Regions from separate parts of the Xenopus tropicalis genome. Here region 1 is linked to region 2. The links are chromatin contacts, called in public Hi-C maps. All regions are on one chromosome and are shown on one strand. The core of a region is the stretch at or near the end of the contact, and the rest is flanking DNA. Distances in the headings are between cores, read along the strand shown. Region 1 has its middle 36 kb from the start of znf346. Region 2 holds the start of fgfr4 (fibroblast growth factor receptor 4).

The links. A called contact is a pair of places that touch in the nucleus more often than the background predicts.
Region 1: a Hi-C map of neurula embryo shows a contact between it and region 2, with 3 times the contacts expected there. The contact joins the enhancer-like site here to the promoter of fgfr4 in region 2. A contact is called at or near these places in 3 of 5 Hi-C or Micro-C datasets (gastrula embryo, neurula embryo and tailbud embryo).

The regions. Positions count from the first base shown.
Region 1 is chr3:46,386,219-46,389,805 of UCB_Xtro_10.0, forward strand. No RefSeq gene overlaps it. Among named protein-coding and RNA genes, the nearest start is that of znf346, 36 kb to the right of the region's middle. Within about 2 kb of position 1,868, at least 3 of the 11 cell types and tissues checked have an H3K27ac peak or open chromatin away from gene starts, as enhancers often do. A contact at or near this core is called in neurula embryo, where this site is marked.
Region 2 is chr3:46,331,332-46,334,649 of UCB_Xtro_10.0, forward strand. fgfr4 (fibroblast growth factor receptor 4) reads right to left here and starts at 1,709. Exons shown (of 18, transcript NM_001016323.1): 1 at 1,343-1,709.

The sequences.
Region 1 (3,587 bases), core at 618-3,117, 55 kb after region 2:
TGAATTGCATGTTGCATGTTGACACCCATATGTGTTCCCTTTAAATGGTTGTCATAAGTTCTAACAGCATGTTCCATATGGGTGTAGTGCCTAACAAAGGTGCAAAAACTGCCAAAGTTTGATCGTTTTTTGCATCTTGCACAGTAAATATGCCTCTGTGCATTGCTAAACTGTACAACTGTTGTTTATCAACACATGGCAACTGGCTGAAAATGCCTGGAACAGATTGAGAGGGTTGTTGATATGAAAGGCATTTTGCTAACCACTTTAAATAAAAAGAAATGCAAGTTGATGACACAAAATACTCCACCTTTTTGTTCTATAAAGTGCTTCCCTTAACCCATGTAGGAGCAGCAAGGACAGACAGAGCACAGCAGTATTTATACGAGTGGAAAATCTCTCTTAACCAGAGCACAGCAGCAATAGTACAGCTCAGTGGTTTGTTTTTAGACTGAGAGCCTATTAATGTAATGATCCCTCTTCCCTCCCCCTTCCATGCTTATGGGAATTAAAAGCCTATTAAAAGGTACAGTGGGAATGTGTTCCTGGCGGGAGGAAGGTGCCATGTGTACAGTACAGCAGCCTGGAGCCGGACTGCAGTCAACTGTGTTTCTTTTGGAAACTGGCCGGGGACTAGTGAACACTGCATGCCTTGTCCTTCCTTCTGAAACCCAGTGAAGCCCTACATACAACATGACTCTTGCAGCACTATTTCCTTACTGCAGCCAGCCTCCTCTTTCACATTTCATAATCGGAAACAACCCCTGGCCCACCACAAACAAACCTTATTACCTTGTATTATTTTCACAGTGTTAACTCTAGACTCACAGATAGAATTCCGGAGAAAAAAAACAAAAACTGTGTTCAAATGCTAAACTATGGGTATGAGGTTTCAGCAAAGGACTTTATACATTGTGAATGTTTTATTTCTGTAATTAAGAAGTTACCTTGCCATCCCACTGGCGACTTACATTTTCGCCGGTGGGATGGCAGGTGATGGCAACTCGGGGCGACAAAACTCCCTGTTCGCGGGCGACTAATCTCCCCCTGTGTCAGAGCCCTTAAGCAGCCACTATGGTAAAAATGCTGCATTGTGTGTAAAAAAAAAAAACATACTGGGTTGTGTCCCAAATCGCACTTTCCACACTGCGCTTGTGATAGATATAGATATATACAGATGATAGATTAGATAGATAGATAGATAGATATAGGCAGATGGTATAAGCACATTTTTTTTAATTTCTTCAAAGCCACATGGAGTACCACATTTGTTTAGAAAAATGAAGACTGTATATTTAAACCATAAGATTAGCCCAAAATGCAGCACGTGTGTCCACTTAACTTTGTTAGCTCAGATAAGCCTTGAAGCAAAGATTAACAGTACATTTTAGACTATTGCTAATCCCTGGATAGGTTATTTATTAAAGAAAACTACCACATATACAACAAAAGTGAAAACATTAGAATGAGCAAATGTTACCCTGGGCATTAGCAAAGTGGACCTGTAACAGCAGTATTGTTTTTTTTGTGAAAAAAGCCAGCAGCTTTCTCTAGAGTAAGTTCTAGCCTATTTCTCCTCTACAGAGCTATCATCAAAGAAAAGAAAATCACTATTTGTGCAGTATGATGAATGCCTTTATTTGGGCTTTCTTTATCCCCTCCCCAACATCACAGTATCCCAGGCTTCCAGATGCTTGGATTCAACAGTGTTATCTTATCCTCAGTGATTAATTCCCAGGACCCCCCTGGACAGTCAGAGATCAAAGGTGAAATAATGAAAACAGGACCCTATAAATCACCCCCCTCTGTTTTTGACTTGCTGTCTCCCAGCTCTGCCCCTTCAGGATACAGTTATCCCAACACCCTGATACCAGAGTCCGGCACTGATAGGGAATGTTTGCATGCTCAACAGTCTTATCTGCTTCTCTTGGTGTGGCTGACATAAGTGCCCTGGAGAGAGGATGAGAGGGAGGGAGGGCAGCGCCTAGGGGTTCTGTGTTAGAACCCTCTGGCATTTGCCAGAACCCACAGTTTGCCACTCAGGGCCTGTATATAATATCCTATATGATGACGTTTTTTATTTTATATAAATAATCACAAATACAAAAATGCTTAAGAAATACTATAAATGGCACAAACACCAATGGGCCTGTATAAAATATCATATATAAGATAATTTTTTTTTATTTTATATAAATAATCACAAATACCAAAATGCTCAAGAAATACTATAAATGGCACAAACACCAATGTGACTGTGACTGTGATAAATTGTATATCTGTCTAATAAGAAGTTCTTGCAGGGAAGAATCTACCATAACAGTGTCTGTACAATACTAGACAAAGCCCAGGCGCAGATTCCAAATGTTCTGTGCATCAAGGCATTAAACATTTTGAATTGTTTTAAACAATTCAATTCACGCTCTGACGCCAGCGTGCGTCCTGGCGCCAGGGGCCTAGGATCACTGGCGATTTCTGCTGCCTGTACCGACCTCTCGCCTGCCTGACTATCCGTTTGCCTTCCGACTCTGCTCTGATGCCTGGTTCGGCACTCCTGCCACTCCTCCACTTGGTCCCAGCCCTGTTTCCATCTTCAGCGGCTGTGCTCCTTAGTGGGAGGTGTAGGAGAGGTCCTTCCTCCATGAGTTCTTCCAACAACACCGCCATGCAGCTTTCCCAATCCAGCTTTGCACAGGGCATCCATGTCATCCAGAGAGTCATTACACAACCAAATACTTTAGAATGCACTCATTTTGTATAATTAATACAAAAGGCTCTTGGCACTTACAGTTAAGGTAATGGCGTAATGTTTGCCCATTATTTCAGAAAAATGAAGGCCTGATACCCTCTTGTGCCTCTATAACTTGAATGGGAACAATTTTCAGATGGAAGAGAAAATGCTTGGTCTAACTGCTTGTGTGAGCCTGTGAGTGCCCGTGCAGGTACACAAGCAAGCAAAGTTTCAATGTGGCTATAAAGAAGGCAGACCCCATGGTTGCAGGGGGACAGGGTGGCCTGGACTACAGGGTCCAGGTGATATCACCCCCCTCCCTTTCCCACCTAGCAACCTATCAGCAAAACAATGGGAAGGTAGCAAGATAGCAGCTCCCAGTAGATCTCAGAATAGCACTCAATAGTAAGGAATCCAAGTATGGCTTGGGACTCCTCCAGTTACATGGGAGTAGGAGAAACAATAGGTTACCTGAAAGCAATTCTAATGTGTAGCGATGGCTTTTTCTAAAAGCTCAGAATCAGGCACAATGCACTGAGATGGTGCCTACCCACCAATATTACATCAACAACAAAAACATTTGGTTTAAGAATAACATTTTAAATGGTAGAGTGAATTATATGCTAGGTAAACAGGGTAATTTAGAAGTAAAAAGTATACCATAAAAATCATGACAGTATTCCTTTAAGTTCCAGAATCACTTCACAATGGAACAAGATAAGGAAGGGGTTGCATTACACTGTGAGCCTATGGGATATTGGAAATTGTTTGTTAGATTAACATGGTTTCCTTTCAGTCTGGGGAATCAGGTGTGTCTGTGTCAAAAAATATATATTTATTTTGGGAAGTTCAGATA
Region 2 (3,318 bases), core at 459-2,958:
CCAGAAGATAATTGACTAATGGAAGATTCCTCAGACATCTCTTGGAAACAGTTGCACCTTATCAGGAACTTCCCCCATCTCTCTTCAGAAGATGAAAATGGATCACAATTTGTAGCAATGTATGCCACTCCTGCCAAGGGATAACTACATTAATACAAGGGGTGGGGATTTGGTCATGGTTATCATTTTCTTAAAATAAATGGAGACTTGCTATCTTAGTACTGTATCAGCAAAAATGAAATATCTTGATAACCCGGTGAAAAGTGCATTATAATTTTTACAGTGTGCCTGATTAATTTGTGCGGTGCTATACAGTAAGAATATAGTACAGATCAATACAGACCAGTATATGAACTATTAATCACGCACTGTGCAACAAGTCACTCCTAGTTGCATCTACACACTGCATTGTTATGACTCGACTGTCACCTTGCAAAGTCAGTTAACAAAATCTACTTTATTCTTCGGGAACAAAGTACATGAAATATTTTGTTCTCACCATATGAATAAAAATGATAGAACTACCCATCTAAAGGCGGCATGGGTTTGCAGCTTTCGATGTGTTATGGGAATACAACTCCCAGCATGCTAGCTGGGCACCACTAAAGTCAAAACACATAAACCACAAGCTAAATCTATTCAACCAATGTATATAAGACTGAAACAAAGTCCCTGGGCACCTTAAGTTGTTTACTTAGCAATCTCCAAACTGTGATTAAGCTTTAGCTACAAATCTAAGTCCACAGGGAAAAAAACTGAGCCCCAATACCCCAGATCAGGCACAATATAATAGACCAGGCAGTGTGTGAGATGCTTGGAGCTTGGGGCTCCACAGAGAGCCAATAAATCACCAATTCCACCCAGTGACATTTATATTGCCCCTCCATTAAATCCGAGCCACACAAAGGGGACTTCACACAAACACAAAAAAGCTCTGCACAAAAGCAGCTTCGGGTAAAACACAAATCAAAATGCAAGAGCAGCTCCAATGAATGGGACCTTCATTCAATACGAGAGGCTAGAAAGTGGCGGCCCCCCAGCTGTTGTTCAATTACAATTCCTATACCGGGGGTGCTGGGAGAGCAGGGGGTGCCCAGCTAGTTGGCCATGCTGCTGGCACTGGGTGCCCATGGGTGGGGGGGGGGGAGCAATAACAACACCGCTACACACGTGTGACCCCCAGCGCTTTCCATACAGGCACTGCTTAGCCCTTACTATAATAACCATAGAATATGTGTATGTATCAGATCCCACCAACAGTAGGAGCCTTGCCCAGTGCCTATAGTAAGGTATAGTAACGTGTAACCCAGCCGCACAGCCCCACGCCCCCTCCATACTGTACCTGCGACAGATCTCCGGGCTGCAGTGAGAGGGTTACTGGGGCTCCCCATTCATAAGAAGTCCGCGATCGGCTCCGTTCCCCGACGGCACTAATAATCCCCAAAGCGCCGAACCAAAGGCAAATATTCCAACAAAAAGCGCAGCTGCGCCAAAGCCTTTTCTTCAGTCACTCAGCATCCTTAGCCCCAAATATTAATCCACACAGGGGATCCAGACTCGCCCACGATAGCCCGCTCCCGCGAAACACTAGCCCAGCGTGGCTCCTGTGCAACTTGCCATCTAGGACGGTGCGGCTCGGTCCCAGCCAGTAGGAAGTTTGAGACCATGGACGGTGCTACCGCCGAGCTGCCCAGTGCATAGGGTACGATATCCCTGCTGGCTCCCTCTCACACTCAGGCACTGGCACAAGTTACTCAGGTTACACTCAATAGGCGATCTCTTCTCCCCCTCCCTTGAACAATGGACTATAAAGGGTGCAATGCTACAGGGAATCCCACCAGTAACACCGCCCCCAGGCTCTGCTCCCCCTCCCTCTGGGCTGTTTCTCTCCCCTCCCCCCCACCTACTCACCCTTTCACACTCAAATTAGCTAACTTCTCCCCCAGCTTTGTGTTGCAGGATTAAACTGCCTCCCTGCGCTGCCCAGCTCTGCCCTTTCTCATTCCCAGCAGGGATTCCTCCCTTTGCTTTGGATTCTCTTCTGCCTAATGATGTTATTTAGGGATGGCCAACCTGTGGCTCTATAGCTATTGCTAAACTTTAATTCTCAGTAAGTAGAAGCCCGAGCAGCCATAGGATGAAACTTTTGAACATTCCATGGTCAATATTTATGGCCAACGAGAATTCAATAATAATCTTATCCAGGGCCCTCAGATCTTATCTATGTTCTGTAACTGTGTTTCTCAAATTGTTTAATCACTGTTACAAATTATTGTAAATGTCAGTGTCGCTGGCTGGTACTACGTAACTACAATAATCCTAATCCACAAACTGATCACTGCGATATATACAAAAGTTGCCCTTACAATAGATCTTAATTCTAACCTCTTGGCTAGAGAATGCAGCCTGACACCCTATGTCACAAAGTGTGATTCTGACAGATGCAACATTATTCTGGCTTGATCCAATCAGTGTAAATTAGCCCTTATTTAGCTGGGCAGACTTACATCCTTCAGACTTAATATAGCCTTAAATTTGATTTAGGGCTGTCAGTCACAATTCTGAGTACTGCATTAGGGGCCATAAACCAATCACAATAAAGTTCTAAGATCACAGCCAAAGCAAATAGGGGTTTACAAATATATAAAAAATAAATAAAAAAACACACACATATTTTTTTCAGGCTACATACAAGGAATTTCTCGTTTTGTATCTACTGGAGTAAAAGAAATTCCAGTGGAATTCTGGAGAAATTCCTTTCTTTTTAAGCCCCTATTCAGCATACAGTGCCTCAATTTATTCAATCACATTTCTCCCTCTCCCTTTTTTGAAGTGCATTGAAGTTAATTAGGTGTTTGGCTAAAACAGACAGAATATGCTTGTGAAAAGATAACACACAATTACCTCTACCCCCTGCAGCCCTGTCTCTACACCCTCACCTTCCAAGATAGGGCTTGGCTGAATAGGAGTTTTGATTAGATAATGAAGGGTGAATCTTTATACTATTCACACTCAAAACACTCTAGAAAAATTCATCAAGTTGTTATGCAAAGTAGGTGTGTTGGTGTTGTCTTAAAACTTTTGGTGCCTGGAGTTAAATATATGTAACCAACCATTTATTAAATGCCACTCCTTCTGTCCCATAGGAGTGTACCTGTCTCCTGTTTCTCAGTAAAATGTATACATATGTGTGTGCAACTTTCCAGTATAAATTAATTACATATTTCAATGGTTTTTAATCATTTTAAACCATTTTTTCAATGGTTTAAACAATGTTGCTTATAATATTTTCTTTCACTGTGCAAGAAACAAAACAGT